3 separate regions of the Mus musculus genome follow, and all the other regions are linked to region 2. The links are chromatin contacts, called in public ChIA-PET and HiChIP or PLAC-seq maps. All regions are on one chromosome and are shown on one strand. The core of a region is the stretch at or near the end of the contact, and the rest is flanking DNA. Distances in the headings are between cores, read along the strand shown. Region 1 holds the start of Rab3d (RAB3D, member RAS oncogene family). Region 2 holds the start of Cdkn2d (cyclin dependent kinase inhibitor 2D). Region 3 holds the start of Zfp653 (zinc finger protein 653).

The links. ChIA-PET counts read pairs in DNA pulled down with a chosen protein or histone mark. HiChIP or PLAC-seq counts read pairs in DNA pulled down with a chosen protein or histone mark.
Region 1: a contact with region 2 is called in an RNA polymerase II ChIA-PET map of memory CD8 T cells, with 11 read pairs. The contact joins the promoter of Rab3d here to the promoter of Cdkn2d in region 2. A contact is called at or near these places in 1 of 39 promoter capture datasets (liver), 2 of 484 Hi-C or Micro-C datasets (liver and muscle stem cells) and 3 of 115 datasets of contacts at active chromatin or transcription factors (cardiomyocytes, memory CD8 T cells and stem cell-derived neural progenitor cells).
Region 3: a contact with region 2 is called in an HNF4G HiChIP or PLAC-seq map of pancreatic cancer cells. The contact joins the promoter of Zfp653 here to the promoter of Cdkn2d in region 2. A contact is called at or near these places in 1 of 484 Hi-C or Micro-C datasets (uterus) and 1 of 115 datasets of contacts at active chromatin or transcription factors (pancreatic cancer cells).

Annotation. Positions count from the first base shown.
Region 1 is chr9:21,916,331-21,920,011 of GRCm38.p6, forward strand. It overlaps Rab3d (RAB3D, member RAS oncogene family), which reads right to left and starts at 1,853. Exons shown (of 5, transcript NM_001324531.1): 1 at 1,692-1,853.
Region 2 is chr9:21,289,218-21,293,062 of GRCm38.p6, forward strand. Cdkn2d (cyclin dependent kinase inhibitor 2D) reads right to left here and starts at 1,992. Exons shown (of 2, transcript NM_009878.3): 1 at 1,592-1,992; 2 at 1-115. The coding sequence starts at 1,732.
Region 3 is chr9:22,068,738-22,072,625 of GRCm38.p6, forward strand. Zfp653 (zinc finger protein 653) reads right to left here and starts at 2,639. Exons shown (of 9, transcript NM_177318.3): 1 at 2,312-2,639. The coding sequence starts at 2,604. It overlaps Ecsit (ECSIT signalling integrator), which reads right to left. Exons shown (of 9, transcript NM_001253897.1): 9 at 3,509-3,843. The coding sequence ends at 3,587. Gm16845 (predicted gene, 16845) reads left to right here and starts at 2,265. Exons shown (of 3, transcript NR_040407.1): 1 at 2,265-2,427.

The DNA.
Region 1 (3,681 bases), core at 603-3,102, 630 kb after region 2:
TCTTAGCAGCTGAGCCATCTCTCTACTCCTTCTCATTTTTTCCACTTTTATTCTTTAAGGAAAGATCTCAGGTAGCTCAGGCTGACCTCAAACTCCCCATGTGGTGGATCCCTGCCTCTGGAGCTGTGGATTACAGGTGTGCACCACTGTGCCCTTCTTAATGATCCTTGTGGTATTCATCAACAAACTTCTGCTGAGTCTCTGCACCAGGCATGGGTCTCTGAAGAGACACAGCTGTGCATAAGAAAGAAACACCACAGTGAGAGGGCTGTGGTTGCTATTTAATCTTTACACAAAGGTGAGGCTGAGGGCTGGGGAGTAGAGCACTCACCTGCGTTTTCAGCCCCAGCACCCAGCAAACCAGGTGTGATGTGCACACCTGTAATTTCAGCACTACAGAGTGGAAACAGAGTACCAGGCGTTCAAAGCCATCCTGCGTTACATTGGAAGTTCCTTACCAAACTGGGGTGGGTTATATGAGAACTTGTCTCAGAAAGAAAGGAAGGGAGGAAGGAAGGAAGGAAGGAAAAAAGAAAGAGAGAGGGACAGAGAGAGAGAAAGAGAAAAAGGAAAGAAATATGGAACCTTTATAGTGGAAGGTTCAGATCTTCTCCCTTCAGGTGCAGGACCAGGTAACAGGTGAAAACTCAGGGCCAGTTGGGGCTGGGGGGCCGTGGTGGTGAGGAAGTTGCACGGGCTGCAAGCTGGACTTTGCCCAGTGCAAGCAGCTGGTATGGCCAGGTGTGTAGGTGTGTGTGTGACTGCCAGCTAGACAGAGCCCCTTCCATCAAGGCTTGGATGTTGAATTTAGCTGGTGCTTGCCTCTGGGGTGCTGTCCTGTCCTCTCCAAATCCACTGTAACCCTTTCCCTGTCTCCCAGGGTGAGGGTAATTTCTATATATATAACATAAGGTTTAAAGGCCCAGTTAGGCTCCCAAGTGGGTATCTACCATTTTATTTGTCAAAGGGGCCGGGCCTGGCTCCCTCTTGGCCAAAGCTGACTCACCCCAGCCATGGTCCACAAAGACAGGACTGAAAGTCATCAAATCCAAGAGAATTATCCTAGCCACTTAATGACTGCAAAACCCACCACCCCATATCCTCCTGTTTATATCTTCCCACACTCCAGCATTCTGTTTTATCCAAATCTAGGGTGTTCTTCCAAGCTCTCCCCCACCCCCGCCCCCACTTTGCTTTCTCCAGCTGTCTAGCTTAGAGCTGCTCTCCGAAGCCCAAGCAAAAGTATTTCTCAATGGCCTTCGGTGTTTTCTGTTTCTCTACTCCGTGCATTTCTAAGGAGAACGCAGCCAACCCCACCCTGTGTTCCGGGAGAACGGGTTTGAGGCGTCCGTCGGGCAGGGCCTCCAGGCTGGCCCCCGCCCCACCACGGCTTCTCTTCTGGGCCATCTAGGGGTCCCCTAGCCCTCAAGGTTGGCACCCGAACAGTCACTGCACTGCGTGCACCAGCAAGTGCCTCCCCCATCACCATATGGCGCCGTCGCTCGGCCCCAAGCTGGGCTTCTCGCCCACCCCGCCACCGTTCGCAGAGCTTGCCGGGTGCGGGGAACCCAGAAGAGCCAGCAGCACTGACAGGGGGTGCGGGACCCAGGCTCGCGCGGACCCCAGTTCAACCCTGTCATAGTGCACGCGCGTATCAGCGGGTTGGCAGGTGCACTCGCTCCTGGGCTCACCTCGGGTCCCGCCTTGCACACCAGGATCCGCCCACGAAGTTGCTACGGCCCCGCACAGGGCTGCGACCCTCGCCCCACAGCTGCCGGCGCTGCCAACACTGACACCCGGATCCCGCGCCGGCTCCGCCCAGGCGGAGGGGGCGAGGCCGCAGAAGACTAGGCGAGGTGAGCGGGTGGGGCCTAGAAGGGGCGGGGCGCCTTGAGAGTTGGCGCCCGGCGGTGGGCGTGGTCTTACGGGTGTGGGCGCCGCCAACGGAGCCAGGAGATGGGCGTGGCCTGTCGGAGGCTTGGACGCCACAAAAGTCCTAGCTGAGTGGGCGAGCCTTGCAGGCGGAGGTGGGGTCTGGCAGGGGCGGGGCCACCTCAAGAGGCGTCAGAGGTGGGCAGGGAGTTGAGAGGATGGGACCTGGTAGTATGGTAGGAGAGGGGTGGTAGGGATCTGGGAGTGCAAGTCTGTGGTCCTGAGCTAGAGCCCAGAGGAGCGGGAAGAGGCATTAAGTCCCATCAGAGCCTCTCTTTCCTAACTAGAGGTAGAAAACATTTTCTATGCATTCTGTGTTAACAGGAAAACCTCAGCAGCTGAGTTCTATTCCCATCTCCCCTTTCTAGGACTGTGACTCCTGACATATTTAACCTCTCTCAACCTCAATGTTTCCCTCTGTCGAGTGGTTCATAACAAGATTAGTGTAACCATAGTTTTATTCCTTTTACTTTTGGGGGCTGGAGAGATGTCTCAGCGGTTAAAATCACTTGTTCTTGTTGAGGATATGAGTTTGAGTCTCAGGACTCACATGGTGTCTAATAACTCCAGTTCCAGGAGACCTGACCCTTCTTACTTCATCAAACTGCAAGAGCCCACGTGGTGCAGACAAAACACTCATGTAAAATAAAATTTAAAATTCTAAAAATTAAAATTTTTTTGTTTGTTTTCCAGGCTTGCCTCAAACTCCTTAAGTACCAAGAGTAAATGTGAACTGATTCCCCTGGCTCCACCTCCCAAGGTCTGGGATTGAAGGTGTACAAAGCCATGCTGCTTTACACGGTGCTAGGGATGGAGCCCAAGGCTTCTTATATAGAGAGTGGTTACTCTATCTCCCCAGTGCTGGCCTGAATCCTAGGCATAATCCCCGTTCCACGTGGGAGGAGTCTGGCTCTAAAGGGTGCTAGATTCTTCTGTTCAACATGCCTAAGGGCTCTTGGAGTTAAAACATGTTTTAGAAATAAGGAAACTGGGGCTGGAGAGATGGCTCAGCAGTTAAGAGCACTGACTGTTCTTCCAGAGGTCCTGAGTTCAAATCTCAGGAACCACATGGTGGCTCACAACCATCTGTGATGGGATCTGATGCCCTCTTCTGGTGTGCCTGAAGACAGCTACAGTGTATTCATATATATAAATAAGGAAACTGAGGATCAAAGAAAAGTAGATATTTGCCAGAGTCCACACAGCAAGATTTCGAATTCAGTTGCTACTAAGCCTGATATGAGGGTTTCAGGGACCAACAGAGTAGAAGGAGAACCAATTCCCACAAGTTGTCCTCTGATCTCCACATGCAATAAACAAAAGAATAAATAAATGTAAAAAATCAAACAGAGCCGGGTGTGGTGGCACATGCCTTTAATCCTGGCACTGGGGAGGAAGAGGCAAAGGCAGGTGGATTTCTGAGTTCGAAGCCAGCCTGGTCTACAAAGTGAGTTCCAGGACAGCCAGGGCTACACAGAGAAACCCTGTCTCAAAAAAAAAAAAAAAAAAAAAAAAAAAATCAGACTTTTAGGTATGGTAGCTAACATTTGTAATTCCAGAATTTGGGAGGTAGAGGAAGACAGAAATCAGGAGTTCAAGGTCATACTCAGGTATGTAGTAACTTCAAGTTCAGCCTGAACTCAGAAGAGACTCCATCTCCAAAGTTATCTGCATGTGTGTCTAAACAGGTGAAATGGTGTATTTCTGTCATCCTAGTACTAGGAAGCTGAGACACGAGGACTGCCATGA
Region 2 (3,845 bases), core at 742-3,241:
ACCCGGTGCGAGCCGCATCATGCACAGGACTAGTACCGGAGGCATCTTGGACATTGGGGCTGGCACCTTGCTTCAGGAGCTCCAAAGCAACTGCTGGACTTCCAAACATCATGACCTATGGGGGTGGGGAGGAGAAAGTCAGGAGGTTCCCATTGGAGAAGGGTCAGGTAGAATAAAGAGGTCTACCACAAATCCAGAGCACAGAGAAGGGATCCTTAGGGAATGGGGACGCCCCCAGGAAAGTCAGGACCCAAGGGATCAGACTGGGACCCCAGAGAACAGGTTCTTTGAAAATAAGGACACCCCCACACACACACCTTCTAAGCCCCACCCCCATCCTTGTCGGAGACAGGATGTCTTTCTGGATGTCCTGGAATTCTCTCTGTAGACCAGGTTGGTCTCAAATTCTCAGAGATCCACCTGCATCTGCCTCCCAAGTGCTGGGATTAAAGATTAAGTGCTGGATTAATTTGTGTCACTACTGTGTAGCCCAAAGTTCTCTTAAGAACAACAACACAACAACAAAAAGCCCTAACTATAAAAGTGACTCTCATGAAAACATTAAAAAGCCAGGCATAGTGACGCTTTCATAATCCCAGGACCTCAGAGGCTCAGGCAGGAGGACAGTCTCAAGTTCAAGGCCAGTCTGAGATGCAAAGTGAGACTTTGTCTCAGAAATAAAAAAAGAAAATGAAGAAGCAAGAGAAGTAAAGAGAATGGATGAGAAAGGGAACCGGGCCAGGCAGTGGTGGCGCACGCCTTTAATCCCAGCACTCGGGAGGCAGAGGCAGGCAGATTTCTGTGTTCAAGGCCAGCCTGGTCTACAGAGTGAGTTTCAGGACAGCCAGGGCTACACTGAAAAACCCTGTCTTGAAGAGAGAGAGAGAGAGAGAGAACCAGGAAGGCGTCTAAAGCCTCTTTGAGGCCAGAGCAGTCCCATATCATTAGGGCTGTAAAGCCCCTTCAACACTACAATCTGGGAACTACATAGAATTTTTGAGAAAGAGATGCTCTAGACAATTTGGATCCCCTTTGTCGAGAAATAACTTCCTTAGACATAGGCATGATCTTCAGAATGTATGAGTACCCATGAAAAGGTGGGACTCTCCTATAAATGCCACCCAAATTACGGGACCTTCAAGCAATAAGGAATCGTTTTTGTTACTAGGCACGCAGAAGATACAAAAGGGGAAAAAATCTACATCACCTGCCGAAATGAAGATGTCCCTGAAATAACCAGAGATCCTTCAAGAGGGCACCTCAAAAAAAAAAAAAAAAAAGGCTATCTCCCTTGGAGAAGACATGCATGCCATCTTCCAGAGATCGAATATCTTTAAGGAGCCTCAAGAAATATGAGCTGTCCTCAAGGACTGGCACGAAAAGAAGATGAACCCACAGAATAAAGGTCTGCAGGGAAACTGAATCTGTCAGGCTATTAGACAAGAGCTGAAAAGCCATCCCCTCCCCCATCGCATCCTCACCACCCACCCAACATCAGAGCAAGCAAGGACTAAACCTTAAGGGATCACCAACCCGGGTCAGGAGACTTGTAGGGATGGGGTGTGGGGGCCGGGTGCCAGCCAGGCCTCACCTGCAAGGCCGTCTTGCCAAAGCGGTTCAGGGCGTCAGGATGCACCAGCTCCCGGTGAAGAAGGCGGCGGACCTCTTGCACGTCGCCACGGGCCGCTGCGCCACTCAACCGGTCGCCGACGCAGACTTCTTCCAGAAGCATAGTGGATACCGGTGGACTGTGAAACCCACCCAGCCCCAAGCCCAGTTAAGGTCAGGGCTGGGGAACCAGCAAGAGCTGGATCAGAACTCTAGGGACTGCGGTGCCACCAGGGCCAACTCTATGATCATTTGCCGGCCTCAGAGCCTGCGCCCTCCGCCCGTACGACCCCAGCGCTCGCAGCTAGCTCCTCCCCCTGTCACCGAGAGAGGCAGCGGGGAACCCCGCCCAGCCCTTCGGCGCCCGCCCCTTGGGCCGGGTCTCCCCAGACTCACCCTCCCTCCTTTCCTTGCGCGGGCGGGGTCTGCTCTGAGCCGGCACTGTACTGGCCGCCAGAGTCAGCCGCTAGTGGGCGAGGCAAGCCCGCCCCAGGCCCCGCCCAGAGCGCCCTTGTTTTCTTACAAACTCGCAACAGAGTAGCGAGAGCCACTTTGCCCAGAGCCCGACCTCCATTAGTCCCGCCTGCTGGGAATAACAGCCAATCAGCACGCGTTGCTGGGGAGGTTTGTCTCTCCCGTAGCAGTGGCGTGGCTCCTGATTGGTCAGCGTGCAGCGACCAGTGGAGCTGCCCGCCACAGCAGGAATTTTGGTTTTTCAAAACCGGCGGGCGGGCGGGAAAGAGGAGGAGGTTTAACTGACCCCAGCGGAGAGGCTGGAGACAGGCTGGCGCGGGCCCATCTTGGATCTTTAGCGCCTCCGGGAGGAAGGGAGGCAGGACTGGAAACTCCTATAACTGGAACATTTTAGTCATTCACGGACCGCGGAAATGCTAATAAGCAAGCTCTTACTGTGAAACTCGGAGCTTAGTTCATTCATTCGACTGCTGGGTTAAAGGAACGGCTTCTGAGTGGTAAAGCGCGGTGCCTTCTAACATTTTTGTTTGGTTGGCTGGTTTTGGTTTTTTCGAGACAGGGTTTCTCTGTGTATCCCCGGCTGTCCTGGAACTCACTCTGTAGACCAGGCTGGCCTCGAACTCAAAAATCCGCCTGCCTCTGCCTCCCAAATGCTGGGATTAAAGGCCACCACCGCCCGACTTTTGTTTGTTTTTATGTTTCTGCGGCAGGGTCTCTCTGTGTAGCCTTGGCTGGCCTGAAACTTATTTGATCTGTTTGAACTCAAAATCCACCTGCCTCCTCTGCCATTCGTGCTGGGATTAAAGGAATGGGCTACCAAGATGGTCTCCTTTAATTTATTTACTTATTTATTTATTTATTTATTTATTTATTTATTTATTTATAGAACCTGAAAGATGGATCAATGCTTTTGTAGAAGATTTAGGATTCAATATCAGCAACCATGTGACAGTTTAGCCATCAGTAACTCCAGCTTCAGAGATCCAACACCCTCTTCTGACCTATACCAACATGGTGCACATATAGACAATCAAATAGCCACATATTGTAATAATTCTCTTTTAGATTTTTCTACGTTTTTCAAGATAGGGTCTTAGTATGTAATTCTGGCTGTCCTAGAACTCCCTATGTAGGCCAGACTGTTCTTCACCTGCCTGCCTTTGCCTCCCAAGTGCATAGTATTAAAGGCGTGCCCCACTACTGCCTGACTCCTTTTTATTTTTTATGTGCATTGCTGTTTTGCCTGCATGCATGTCTGTGTGAGGGTGCCGAATCTAGAACTGAGCTGCCATGTGGGTGCTGGGAATTAAACCCAGGTCCTTTGGAGGAGCAAGAAGCCAGTGCTCTTAACTGGTGAGCCATCTCATTTCTCCAGTCTGGCAATTGTCTTTTTTTTTTTTTTTTTAAAGATTTATTTATTTATTATATGCAAGTACACTGTAGCTGTCCTCAGACACTCCAGAAGAGGGCGTCAGATCTTGTTACAGATTGTGAGCCACCATGTGGTTGCCGGGATTTGAACTCCGGACCTTCGGAAGAGCAGTCAGGTGCTCTTACCCGCTGAACCATCTCACCAGCCCGGCAATTATCTTTTAAGGTTTTCTTTTTTTTCTTTTTTAAGGGTCTTATATAGCCCAGGCTGGACTCCAATTGCAATATGTAGCCAAGGATAACACCCGAGCCTCTGAATGCCACTCCCAAGTGCTACTATGGTACAGTCCATGTAGTGCTGTACATGGAGCCCAGGGCTTCATGGAGGTGAC
Region 3 (3,888 bases), core at 1,389-3,888, 780 kb after region 2:
TAATGAGATCTGACGCCCTCTTCTGGTGTGTCTGAAGACAGCTACAGTGTACTTACATATAATAAATAAATAAATAAATAAATCTTTAAAAAAAAAAAAAAATTTAAAAAGGCAAAATATTGGAGCACATACTTAGAGTGCACAATGCCCAGGTTTCCTTTTCCTGAACCACACAAACCTATGTGGTAGCTCCCGCCTGTAAGCCCAGCACTCAGGCAGGAGAGCAGGAGGACAACTGCAGGTTCCTCCTCCCTGGCTGCCCAGGGCCTACCCTTACCACTCATGCTTCTGTGTCCAGGTTTCCTGGTTTAAAAAGAACGTGTTAACTCATTTATTTACAGGGTAAGGAATGTGCCATAGTGCTTGTGTATGGAGGGCAGAGGATAACCTGAGGGAGGAGCGTCCTTCCACTACCATGTGTCAAACACTTTCCTCTGAAGTGCTGGGATTACAAATATGCAAAGAATCTAGAGCTTCATGAAGGATGGGCAAGCTACTGATGGAGCCATATGCCCAACTAGTAGGGTTGTGTGTGTGTGTGTGTGTGTGTGTGTGTGTGAGAGCGTGCGCCCAGAGCTTCTCACACATGAGACACTCCACCACTGAGTTATACCCCTTGCTCCTAGCTGGTTATTGCCCCTAAGAATCAATGTATTTTTGTTTTTTGTTTTTGTTTTGAGACCTCTGTCTCTCTGTGTAGCCCTGGCTATCCTGGAACTCAACATATAGACCCAGCTGGGCTCAAACTCAAAAAGCTCTAGTTGCATCTGCCTCCAAAATGCTGGAATTACAGGCATGTGCCACTATGCCTGGATAACTTCTTAAAAATGATTTTACTATTTCATGTGCATAAGTTTTTACTTGCATTCATGTCTCTGCACCTGCCTGATGCCCTTGGAGGTCAGAAGAGGGCATGGAATCCCTTGGAACTGGAGTTACAGATGGTTGTGAACCACAATGCTGGTGACTGGAACCAAACCCAGGCCCTCTGAAAGAGCAACAAATGCTCTTAACTACTGATCCAACCTCTTCAGGGCCTAGAATCAACTCTTAAAGAATCATTCATACAGATGAGTGCAGACAAGAGCAGAACACGCTACACCTGAACCCTTACTATGGGCCAAACCCTTTCTATGCTCTCTATTTTCATTTTGTATTTTATTTGAGATAGAGTATCGTTATGCAGCCCTGGCTGGCTGGAACTGTCTGTGCAAACCAGACAGATAATATCCAATCCAGTGTTCACACCATGCAGCTACTGGCTGGGGAAGCTGGGGCAACAGCTGGAGTCCCAGGGTGAGCTTTCCCTCCATGGCTTAGCATCCAGCTTGTCTTCCCACTGTGGACACCTGCACTGTGAGACAGCAGGAGTAACCTCTATTGGAAATGCTCCACCTTCTAGCTGTTCTTAAGGGCATGGGGTTTTTACTCTTGGGCACTTCTGCTGTCCTTGTCTCTTCCTGGAGGACACTGAGAGAGACATGCTTGAGTCTCAAACAGGAGAGGCCATCTACACTTTCAGAGCCTGCTTCTCAGTGTGGCAAGCTGCACATGACAGTTTACCAATAGGTCTGACAACTACAGCGTGGTGAACCATTCATGGTCTTAGTCTGATCCCTAGAGGGCACGTGGTAGAAGAGGACTAGCTCTGCAAAGCTGTCTTCCCACCTCCTTATGTGGGCCTACATACACCACACACGCACACATACACAAGAATAAAAGTGCCCTCACACCAAGCCTGGCACATGCCTTTAGTCCCAGCACTCAGGATGCACACAAGTAACCCTGACAAGGTTGTTGAAACAGGTGGCTGGGTTAAGGCTGCTTTCTTGTTGAGGATCCGGGTTTGGTTCCCACAACCTACATGGTGGTTCACAATGGTGGTTTCTGGGGATCCGACACCCTTTTCTGACCTCTGCAGGTAGTTCATGCACGTGGTACACATATATCCACGAAGGCAAGGCACTCATACGCAGAAAATCAGAGTGCCCAGCACCTTTGGAGGTTTACACCTGAGAGCCAGCCCCAGGCCAGGCCAGTGGAGGCGGGTCGACTCTTCAGACGGGCCAGTCGGAGCTTCCGAAGGCGGGCAGAGGGGTGGGGCACAGGCTTGCATTGGGTAGTCAATGGGTCGGAGGCGGAGCCGCGAGGAGGCGCGTGAGGGGTCTGGGTTGCCTAAGCCCGAGACCGAGGGCCGCCAGGCGGCCCGGGGGTGGGGCTTCACGCTCCGGGGGCGGGGCCGCTGCCCTTTTCGTCCCTCCCCCGGCTTCTTCTCTCCCTCCCTCCCTCTCCCGGCCCCGCGCCCCCTTACCCGTGGCGACCGCTACGCTGGCCACGCTCCAGCGAAATGAGGTAGGCGGCAAGTTTGGCGTCGCTCCAGCCGCTGCGGCGTCTCAGGTCCACCCAGGGGCCGTGCGCCTCGCCCAGGTACACGCGCCGCACGTCGTACTTCTTCCGGGACTCGAGCCGCCTCCGGGCCCGGTCCGACTCGGTGAGCCGCGGCCGGCCCCGCGCCTTTCTGCCTGCCGCGCCTTCCTCTGCCGCCGCCTCCCCGCCTGCGCCCGCCTCCGCCTCCGCCCCGGGCTCTGGAGCCCGCTCCGCCATCCCCCCCTCCCTGGTTACCGGCCTCCCCCGTTGTTAGGAGCCTCGACCGGAAGTGGCGCGCCTAGTCTGCGCCGCCGGGAGATTTCTCACAGGGTCTTCTCTGCCCGCGGCGCCAAACGGGGACAACTAGCCATAGCTGCGCATGCGCGTAGTCCGTCCGGCCCAGGCCATGGAAGTGCGTTCTGTTGACAAGTCAGTTATTTGGGAGGTAGAGGCACTGGGTACTGAAACTCAGGTAATCCTTGCCTCTCTATTGAATTCTTCGGCAATGTGATTAAAGATTTTTTCAAAAGGGCTGGAGAAATGGCTCACTGGTTAAGGGCACTCACTGCTTTTCCAGAGGACCTGCGCTCAAATTCAGCACCTACATGGCAGCTAGAACTGTCTGTAATTCCAAGATCTACCATTCTCACATAAACATATATACATGCAGAACACCAATGCACATAAAATAAAGGTAAATACATTTAAAAGATGTTTTTAAAGGCCAACAAGTCGGCTCTGCAGGTAAGGTGATGGCTGGCATACTTGACAATCTGAGTTACATTTCCGAGATTCACAGGGTCATATATCGGAACAGACTCCAGCAAATGGTCTTCTGACCTCCACACATCCCTCCCATACCATAAATATATAAATGGATTTTTTTTTTTTTTTTTGGTTTTTCGAGACAAGGTTTCTCTGTGTAGCCCTGGCTGTCCTGGAACTCACTCTGTAGACCAGGCTGGCCTCGAACTCAGAAATCTGTCTGCCTGCCTCCCGAGTGCTGGGATTAAAGGCGTGTGCCACCACGCCCATCTATAAATGGAATTTTTGAAAAGACAAGTTTAAAAAAGGGTCCCAAGGTGGTAAACCCAAAAGAGCCCATGCAGAACATACGAAGGGAAGCCACAGGGCCAGGGAAGAGGTTTTGATTTTTTTATTTTCTCCATATTATTTCATACCAGCCCAGTCTTTTCTCCTCATGCCAGCTCTATCTGACTCAACTTTGCCCCTGCTGCTGCTCTGCCTGAATGGTCTCATCATCTTCCTCAGGCCCCTTGGGAGGACTGTGGGGAGGGGACTGTCCCTCCAGCCTTGAAGTTGTCAGGAGCTCCCCCGTGGACCTGGCCAGGCGGAATACCACTGGGATCTGTGCCAGGGTTGGGTTGGTCTCCTGCAAGCCTTGGATCCACTTGATCAATGTTGCCTGATCATGGGCACCAGCCATGCACATGGCGAAGACAGGGCCTTCTGTCACTGTTAGGAGAAGAGTTTGTGTCTCACCACTGTGACGTACTCTGA